Linked DNA regions of Sus scrofa: region 1 is linked to region 2. A link is a contact called in public Hi-C data. All regions are on one chromosome and are shown on one strand. The core of a region is the stretch at or near the end of the contact, and the rest is flanking DNA. Distances in the headings are between cores, read along the strand shown. Region 1 holds the start of SCOC (short coiled-coil protein). Region 2 has its middle 59 kb from the start of TBC1D9.

The links. A called contact is a pair of places that touch in the nucleus more often than the background predicts.
Region 1: a Hi-C map of alveolar macrophages shows a contact between it and region 2, with 2.7 times the contacts expected there. The contact joins the promoter of SCOC here to the enhancer-like site in region 2. A contact is called at or near these places in 3 of 5 promoter capture datasets (fetal liver, fetal skeletal muscle and liver), 22 of 47 Hi-C or Micro-C datasets (alveolar macrophages, blood, embryonic fibroblasts and 13 more) and 1 of 2 datasets of contacts at active chromatin or transcription factors (skeletal muscle).

What each region holds. Positions count from the first base shown.
Region 1 is chr8:86,689,318-86,693,696 of Sscrofa11.1, reverse strand. It overlaps SCOC (short coiled-coil protein), which reads left to right and starts at 3,006. Exons shown (of 5, transcript XM_003357017.4): 1 at 3,006-3,062; 2 at 3,064-3,202. The coding sequence starts at 3,021. LOC110262150 (a long non-coding RNA gene) reads left to right here and starts at 3,207. Exons shown (of 2, transcript XR_002346763.1): 1 at 3,207-3,261. LOC110262151 (a long non-coding RNA gene) reads right to left here and starts at 2,968. Exons shown (of 4, transcript XR_002346765.1): 1 at 2,764-2,968.
Region 2 is chr8:86,341,862-86,346,136 of Sscrofa11.1, reverse strand. No RefSeq gene overlaps it. Among named protein-coding and RNA genes, the nearest start is that of TBC1D9, 59 kb to the left of the region's middle. Within about 2 kb of position 1,721, at least 2 of the 83 cell types and tissues checked have an H3K27ac peak or open chromatin away from gene starts, as enhancers often do. A contact at or near this core is called in alveolar macrophages, where this site is marked.

The DNA.
Region 1 (4,379 bases), core at 1,757-4,256, 350 kb before region 2:
AAGAATTAATGTCAGTATTCCACCTTAGAGGCTGTGACTTAACAAGTCTGGGCTGTAGCCTGTTCTTTGGAATATCAGGAGAGTCCCAGGTGATTGCAATATGGAGAGCTTGGCACCTGGGTTCTGTAGCCTTACAGATTTTCTAAATACCTGTTTCACAAATTACAGGGAGAGGAGCAATGAACATTCTAACTTTAGTTGTGAGTTAGTTTCTTATCTCAGTTCTGCCAGTTTTTGCTTCAGTGCTATTTTGTAGCACTGTTAGGATGTTTATCTTCTTAATGAAATGACCCCTCTATCTTGTTTTAATATCAATTCCTTTGATTACTAACAAAGGTAAACATTTAAAAAAATCTTTCTGGCCATTCAGTTTTCCTCTTCCGTGAGCTGCCTATTTATGTGGTTTGAATATTTGAACCTTCTAACTCTATTTGTAAAACAATCAAAATTTAAAATCTTTTCCTTAATGAATGGCATTGTTTTGTCTGATTTACCAAAGTCCTCCCTATGGTGATGTCGTAAAACATCTGTTTTTTACTAAAAGTTTAGAGTTTTGTTTTTCACATTTCACATTTACTTCATTTGGAATTTAATTTTACTTGTGGGGTGAGATCAAGATCAAATTTCATATTTTTATATGACTAGCCAATTTAACTACAACTGTCATAATTTGTCTTTTCTATAGCCAATTAACAAGGTTATTGTGCCGATTTTACTATCAAGAATAATGAATACTAGGAGTTCCCATCGTGGTACAGCAGAAACGAATCCGACTAGGAACCATGAGGTTGCGGGTTCGATCCCTGCTCAGTGGGCTAAGGATCTGGCGTTGCCGTGAGCTGTAGTGTAGGTCGCAAGCGGGGCTCGGATCTGGTGTTGCTGTGGCTGTGGCGTAGGCCGGCAGCAACAGCTCCGATTAGACCCCTAGCCTGGGAACTTCCATATGCCTCGGGGTGGTGGGGCCCTAAAAAGACAAAAAAAAAAAAAAAAAAAGAAAGAAAAAAAGAATAATAAATACTAGCTTTTTCCCACAACTTCACCAGCATTTCTTCCTTACCAGACACCTTTACTGTGTACCAACTTCCAGGTGCAGTACTTGCCTTTCTTTCTTTTTGTCTATTCTTGTGTTAATACCAGATTTTTAAAAGATGCTTTCAAAATAGAATTACCATATGATCTAGTAATTCCATTTCTAAATGTATTCTCCAAAGAACTGAAAGCAGAATCTCAAAGAGATATTTGCATATACCACAATCATAGCAGCATTCATAGTAGCTGAAAGCTAAAAGCAACTCAAGTGTGCACTGAGGAATTAATGGATAAACAAAATATAAATACACACACCCATATACACAATGGAATACTATTCAGCCTTAAGAAAAAATCCTAACATGCCACAGCATGGATGAACTGTGAGGATGTTATGCTAAGCAAAATGGGTTAGTCACAAAATACAAATACTGTATGATTCTACTTACAGAAGGTGCCTAAAATAGTGAAAATGAGAGACAGAAAGAGTAGTGTTTGCCAGGGCCAGGCAGAACAGGTGAATGGGGAGTTGTTTAATGGGCACAGAGTTTCAGTTTTGCAAGATGAAAAGTTCTAGGGACTGATTGCACAAAAAGGAGAATATATTTAACGCTACTGAACAGCATACTTTAAAATGGTTTAAATGATAAATCTTTTATGCATATTTTACACTACTTAAAATTAAAAGCGGGAAAAAAACCCCAAACCTGTTCTTCTAGTGAAAAAAAAAAAAAAAAAAACCTCTCTTTTTAACGGTTCTCTTAGTCTTTGATATTCTGCAGTTTCATCATAATGTGTGCAGGTATGGAATTCCATATTTTAATCCTGCTCAAGAATAAGTACTTCTTGAATCTAATTCAAATATTTCACAACCCTGAAAAATTCTGTTATTATTCTTTGAATACTGCCCACACCCATTCTCTCTCATTTTGTCCCTATTAGATTTACGTTGGATCTTATTTTCCACTTATTAGCTCCTACATTGCATTCTCCTCATGGTGTGTAAATTTTCATCATGGTGTGTATCTTAATTCTGGTCAAGGCACAGTTTTCAAACACTGAAGGAATTTTTAAAATATATTCCTTAAAAGAAGTAAGGCTCTATCTTAGCAAACTGTTTTCAAACACTGAATGGAATTTTTAAAATATATTTCTTAAAAGAGGTAAGGCTCTATCTTAGCAAACTGTGCTAGAAGTCAGTCAAGAAATAGGAAGACGCATGGCTCACCTTTATAACTCAGAAGAATGTGTCAAAGCAAAAACAATAACAAATATTAAAAACAAGCAGGATGCTGCTTTGTGTCAAGTGCCAGGTATCTGTGAATGGTATAAAGCCAGATTACATTACATCACAAAGCCTGGCACACAGCATTTCACACTGTGTCTATACCTTGAGCAGGACATTTATTTACTCTTAAGTTTCATTTTATGGGTTGCGGTGAGGATCAAATGGGATAAAGTGATCAAAAGGGCTATACACCAAAATAGTACTATGATATTTTCTCAATCCTAAAATATGAATAAATGGTCAGGCGCACTGTGAATTTTGTAACAGTTTGGGTAAGATGCTGTGAGGTACAATCCATTAGGGGAGCACTTAATGGGAAATTTAAAAATATGGAAAAGTCTGCTTTTAGAATTGAAGAACCTCAGTACTTTTCCCTTTATGTTCACACTTGCCCTCTTCTTGATATTGAATGATTTCTCTCTTGCCCAGTGTTCGATTTTACCAACCTCCTGCCTGACAGCTGACAGAATTCGCCACACTCCCTTCCTGGCCTCATTTTCAGGGTCCTGCTGAAACTGAAGAGCGGCTTGTCTCAGGTTGGCTTTCACACGCTTAGTTTAGCTCCTGTACTGTCATTGGGTGTTGCGATTCCTGGACCCGCCCACAACTTCCTCAATTCTGATTGGATGCCGGTGTCCTTTTGTTATGGCAAAAGGTGGATCCCGGGGCTTTGAGATTGGACAACTGGGGCGTCGGGCAGCGAATGCGCAGGCGTGACTTCTTGAGTGGGGATTGGCTGACGACGGGGGCGAGACGGGGCGGGCCTCCCGCCTCGGCGCACGCTCTGTGGGCAGAGAGGGCGGGGCTGCTAGTGCCAGTCGACCCAAGTATCCCGGCCTGAGGCGTCCTCCCGATCCCTCCCCCTGCCGGCGCCTCTAACGGCAGGTGAGGGCCGTCGTGGGCCGCGGAGGGCCTAACCCCGGGCTGCTGGCGTTGGGGCCTCGGTATCGCCGAGGGCCTGGAGGGCGGGGCGGGCTGGATGCCGCCTGGCGCTTCGGGGACTTGGGAAGAGCATCTTACGGCCGGGGCATCTGCCGGTCGACTGGGGCCTGGCTCCCTGCAAACCCCTGCGCAACCTTTTTCTCATCGTCTCATTATTGGGCCCAGAGGTTCCTTTGTTGGGGGCCACCCTCCTTCCCTGGGGCGGACCTTTCCCCGCAGCTCCTGAGTCCAAGGCCTCTGTCCAAATCCTGGCCTGAAATGGGACCGCTGGAGGGGCGTTCGGGTGGGATGAGACCAGGCACGCCTGGACTTGACCGCGGCTGCTCTGCAGCGATGGGGGAGAGGACGCCGAGGCGCGGGGAGGGAAGCGAGGGAGCGGTAAAACAAGGGCTGGCGACATCCTTTCAGGGGCTGAAACCAGCCATTGGCTTGATGTTTCAATGGGCTACTCTTCAGGGTCCTGCTGGACAAGTTCGGGGGAGTTAGGGTTGGAAAGGAGAAACCGGAGACATTCCTGAAAGGGAAGACTTTTGTTGTTCAGTGTTTTGTTCCAGTACTATGACGTAATAGTTTTAAGGACAGATGCTGTGCTCTTTTCCCAACACTGTATCTGTACCTGAGGCTCCAAAGCTATGCCTGTGTATTCTGTGCCTATACTTACTCATTGATTAAACTCAGTATAGCTAGCCACGCTGGGGATCTAGTTTATGATCAATTCCTTAACCTGATGGAATTTAAAATTAGACTTACCTAACCACAACAAGTCAATCTGAAGGGATCTGAACAAGCGTTGCTGAAAGTAGATGCAGCTTGAAGGGAATGAAATTTGCCTTCAGTTGCTTAGATAATAGAAATATCAAAGGAATTTGACATCAAACTTTGCAGAATGTTTGGCACATTTAGTTTAGGGTCGTATTAATGTGTCTTCCATTGCATCGGGAAAAAGCAGGGACTTCATGTTAGACCTGAGTTCAAATTCTTGATTGTTCACATTTGTAAATTGCAATCAATGTCTTGTTGATTTGATGAATCAGTAACAGATGTAAAGAATTTAGTATATTAATGCATAGTGATGTTATTTTAGTAGTCTTATTAGTTTACTAGTAAGGGGATAACATGA
Region 2 (4,275 bases), core at 472-2,971:
AATATGCCCCTTTAATGACCAGTCTCAAAGTTTTTGTTTTACGTGATTTAATCTTATCCTTTTCTATAATTTTCCCTATATTTTGCAGCTAATATTTAAATGTCTCATTTATACTATTTTCCCCAAATCTCCCAAATAGCCTGGTGTACAGTAATCACATATTCCTAATTCTAATTCCTGGGTGAAATTGTTTATTTTTTTTTTCTTTTTGGATGAAAAGGATAAAACAGGTAGGTGGGGAGCAGGTTGATCCTTCAGTCATTTATTGTGCAAATACATATAGCCAGCCTGCTCTGAGCCAGGTCCTGTGCTGGGCACGGGGATACACGGAGAATAAAAACATGAACCTTAATCCCAAGGTATGCGCCGTCTAGAGAGGAAAATCAATACTCATCTAACAATCACATGAGTGAATTATTCATGCCGAGCATTGTCTCATACTATGTTGAGCACACACAGGTGACCTGTCATTAGAGCTATGAAAGCAAAGTACAGGGTGCTCTGTAAGCTTTTAGCAAAAAAGGCTGCCTAACCTAGAGCTGAGAGATGCTTCCTCCATGGGAAAGCGGCTGAGCCAAGATCCCAAGGAGCACAGACTGAACTAGAAGAAGGGGAGTGGGGCTGGAACACTTGGAGTGAGTGGGGAGTGGTATGAGATAATTTTGAGATGCCAGAGCCTGCAGGACTTAGGAGGTCAAGTTAAGGATTCCGTTTCATTTTTTTGTTTTTGTTTTTGCTTTTCTTTTAGGGCTGCAGGTGTGGCATAGGGAAGTTCCCAGGCTAGGGGGTCGAATTGAAGCTACGGCTGCCGGCCTATGCCACAGCCACAGCAACATGGGATACGAGCCCCATTTGTGACCTACACCACAGCTCTCGGCACCACTGGATCCTTAACCCAGTGAGTGAGGGCAGGGAGGAATCCAAGTCTTCATGGATACTAGTTGGGTTCATTTCTGCTGAGCCACAATAGGAACTCCAAGTTAAGGATTCTGTACTGTACTTGGACTTAGTAGAAATGGGAGGACATTAGAAGATTTTAATTGTGTGTGTATGTGTGTTTGTGTGTGTGTGTTTATATAGAGGCTGATCTTGGTGCTGTGCTTTTTTTTGTCTATTCCAGAGGCATGCGGAAATTTCCAGGCCAGGGATCGAAACGGAGCCACAGCAGTAACCTAAGCCATGGCAGTAACAACATTGAGTCCTTAACTGTCAGGCCACCAGGGAACTCCTTTCGGATGTGCTTAAGCTAAACGATTAAATGCATGCGCTGTCTTGTGAAATGCTTCATGGAATAAGATATTTGTGGCCAATCAGTGAATACATGATACTCTAAGCACGTTTCTTCCATGTGACTTTGCAGCAACATAAGTCTGGCCAGGGAGAGGGCATTTCTAGTTTTGTCAGTTCTAACCTGCTTCTCAGTGGGGGAGACAAATTTTCAGTAATACATAAACCTAAGTGTTCTGTCTTCTGGTTTAGTCCAATACACATTCTTTCTTCTCTAATACACCCTCTACCTCAGCCATGTTGGTTGGTGGCATCTGTCCCCCTTCTTACAAGGGTTACTGGTACAAGGGTTACTGGACAAGATTTCGGAATAGTTATTCTTTCTCAAAATTACCCTGCAAACTCTGTTTCCAGCGAAGCCACACACCTCTGTTCTCCAATGCCAGGGCCCCTCTTCCATTCAATGGTCAACTGAGCCCCCTACTGGGAGAAACAGTGCAACTACACAAATACCATCAGAAGGCAAGTGCTCACTATCACTGGTGCATTACCATCCAATGCTAACTGTCTTTCCTGTGCACCGGCTAAGAAACCTACTTTTTACACTAGTTTGAAGTCCTTTGCAGTCACTCAGACATATAATTACAAATAATTAGCTTTTCATTCTGTGCATTTCCCAATGATTCTGAAGAGTCATTGTAACAGTTAATACCAAATAGATTTATGGTCTTGAAAAATCTGGAACTGATGTTAAGAAAGAATTCGATCCAGTATCCTGCTTCAAGAACTTCTAACCTATTCATGATGCTGAGTTATCTATTCTATTCCCAATATTTCCAAGGAAGTGACATCACAAGAGCATAAAAAAACAATTTCTCTGTTTCTAGCAATTCTTTGGGTTCACAGAATTGATAAATATCTCTTTTAAAATTTATTTTAGAATACTTTTAGACTTCTGGAAACATTACAAAGATAGTACAGAGCATTCCTGTTGTCTCTCACCTTATTTTCCCTCTTAATATCTGATATTACCCTGGTACATTTGTTGCAATTAAGGGATCATCGCTGGTACATTCCTGGGAACTAAACTCCAGCTGTTTTCCAGATTTCACTCATTTTCCCTTAATATCCTTTTTCTGTCCCAGTATCCCATCTCCAATACCACATTACACTTCATCTTCTTGTCTCCTTAGACTCCTCTGATTTCTGAGAGTTTGTATAACTTAGATTTTGATAGTCTTGACCACTTCGAGAATACCAGTCATTGATTTGGAAGAATGTCCCTTTGCATGGACTTGCCTGGGTTTTTTTTATTTTGTTTTTTAATTTTCCTTTTTTGTGTGTGTGTGTGTGTGACCGTGGCATGCAGAACTTGATGTGGGATCTTAGTTTCCAGACGAGGGATTAAACCCAGGCTGTGGTGGTGAAAGTGCAAGTCCTAACCACCAGACTACCAGGAAACTCTCTTAATTATAATTTTATTATTTATTGTTTGGGTCTATTTCCTTTATATATTCACTTGACAACCTTTACCTTAATATCTCTAATTTTTCTCTTATTTTCAGTGTGCATTGCTGCTGTAAGATGAGGCTTGCTAATAATATCACCTAACATCTGCAATATTGGTTCTATTCTAAATCTTAGCTATTTGAAAATTTTATCCCAAACACAGGGACGATACTCTAAACCTTCCCTACTATATATATTTTTTTAATTTAATTTTTTTCTTTTTTTGGCCACACCCATGGCATCTGGAAGTTCTGGGTCAGAGATCAAATCCAAGCCCCACCACAGAGACAATACTGTCTCCTTAACTCGTTGTACCACAGCAGGCACTCCCAAACCTTCCCTACTTTTTTATTAAAAAATTTTTTTTTGGTCTTTGTCTTTTTAGGGCTGCACCTGCAGCATATGGAAGTTCCCAGGTTAGGGGTCGAATCAGAGCTGTAGCTGCCAGCCTACACCACAGCCATGGCAACACTGGATCCTTAACCCACTGAGCGAGGCCAGGGATTGAACCCTCGTCCTCGTGGATACTAGTTGGGTTCTGAGCCACGATGGGAACTCTTTTTTTTTTTTTCCATTTGTTTCCAGTGTATTTGTCGTCTCGATGAAGCATTTTTATGATAGCAGCTTTAAAATCTTTGTCAGATAATGCTGACATCTCTGTCAGCTCAGTCTTAAGCCTGATTTTTTTTTTTTTTTCTAATCATGGTTATACTAGGTTTATGTTTTGAGTTTGGGGAGGAAGCCACAGATCTAAAGTAACTCTCTCTTCACATCATAACATAGAGACACACTAGCAACAAGACTTATCGCTGCTGAGGTTGGCTTTGATCATCTGGCTGGGGTAGTGTCAGATTTCTCCATGGCAAAGTCACTTTGTTATTATTTTTCATTTAAGTCTCTTCGCTTTTGTTTTATAGGGATGAACTTGTCAGCTGTCCCTTTAGAAGAGGGAAAGCAGTGTCATGCACGGGTGAAAAACAGTTTCTAAAAGCCAGAAAGACTTGGGTGTAAAAACAGTGTTGTTGTGGCTGTGGTGTAGCTGGCAGCTGCAGCTCCGATTCAGTCCCTAGCCCAGGAACGTCCACATGCCGCAGGTGTGGCCATAAAAAAGAAAAAAATAAAATTAAAAAGTAATGCAACTGAATGTATACACAAAACAGAAACAGTCTGGGCCCACTTTAAATCTTTCATAAATCAATTCAGGTCATACGAGTGGCTGGATTCTGGTCCTGAGCTCATTAGAGGGCTTGTCTGTGGTGACGGCATCCAGTGTGAAAAGCTCCAGGGCCAGGGATCAGACCCGCTCCCGAGGGCCATAGCAGTGACAACACTGGGTCCTTAACCTGCTGTGCCACCAGGGAGCTCTCACAAAGCCTAAAATATTTACCTGGCCCTTTACAGGAGAAAAACAACTGTGGATCTCTAGACCATGAGGGAGCAGCATATTCACCTGGGGAAATTCCATGTTTGGTTTTCATCTCCCTTCTGGGTAGTATTTTCTTATGGCTTCTGGCCTCCAAGGATTTTTCTTACTTTCCC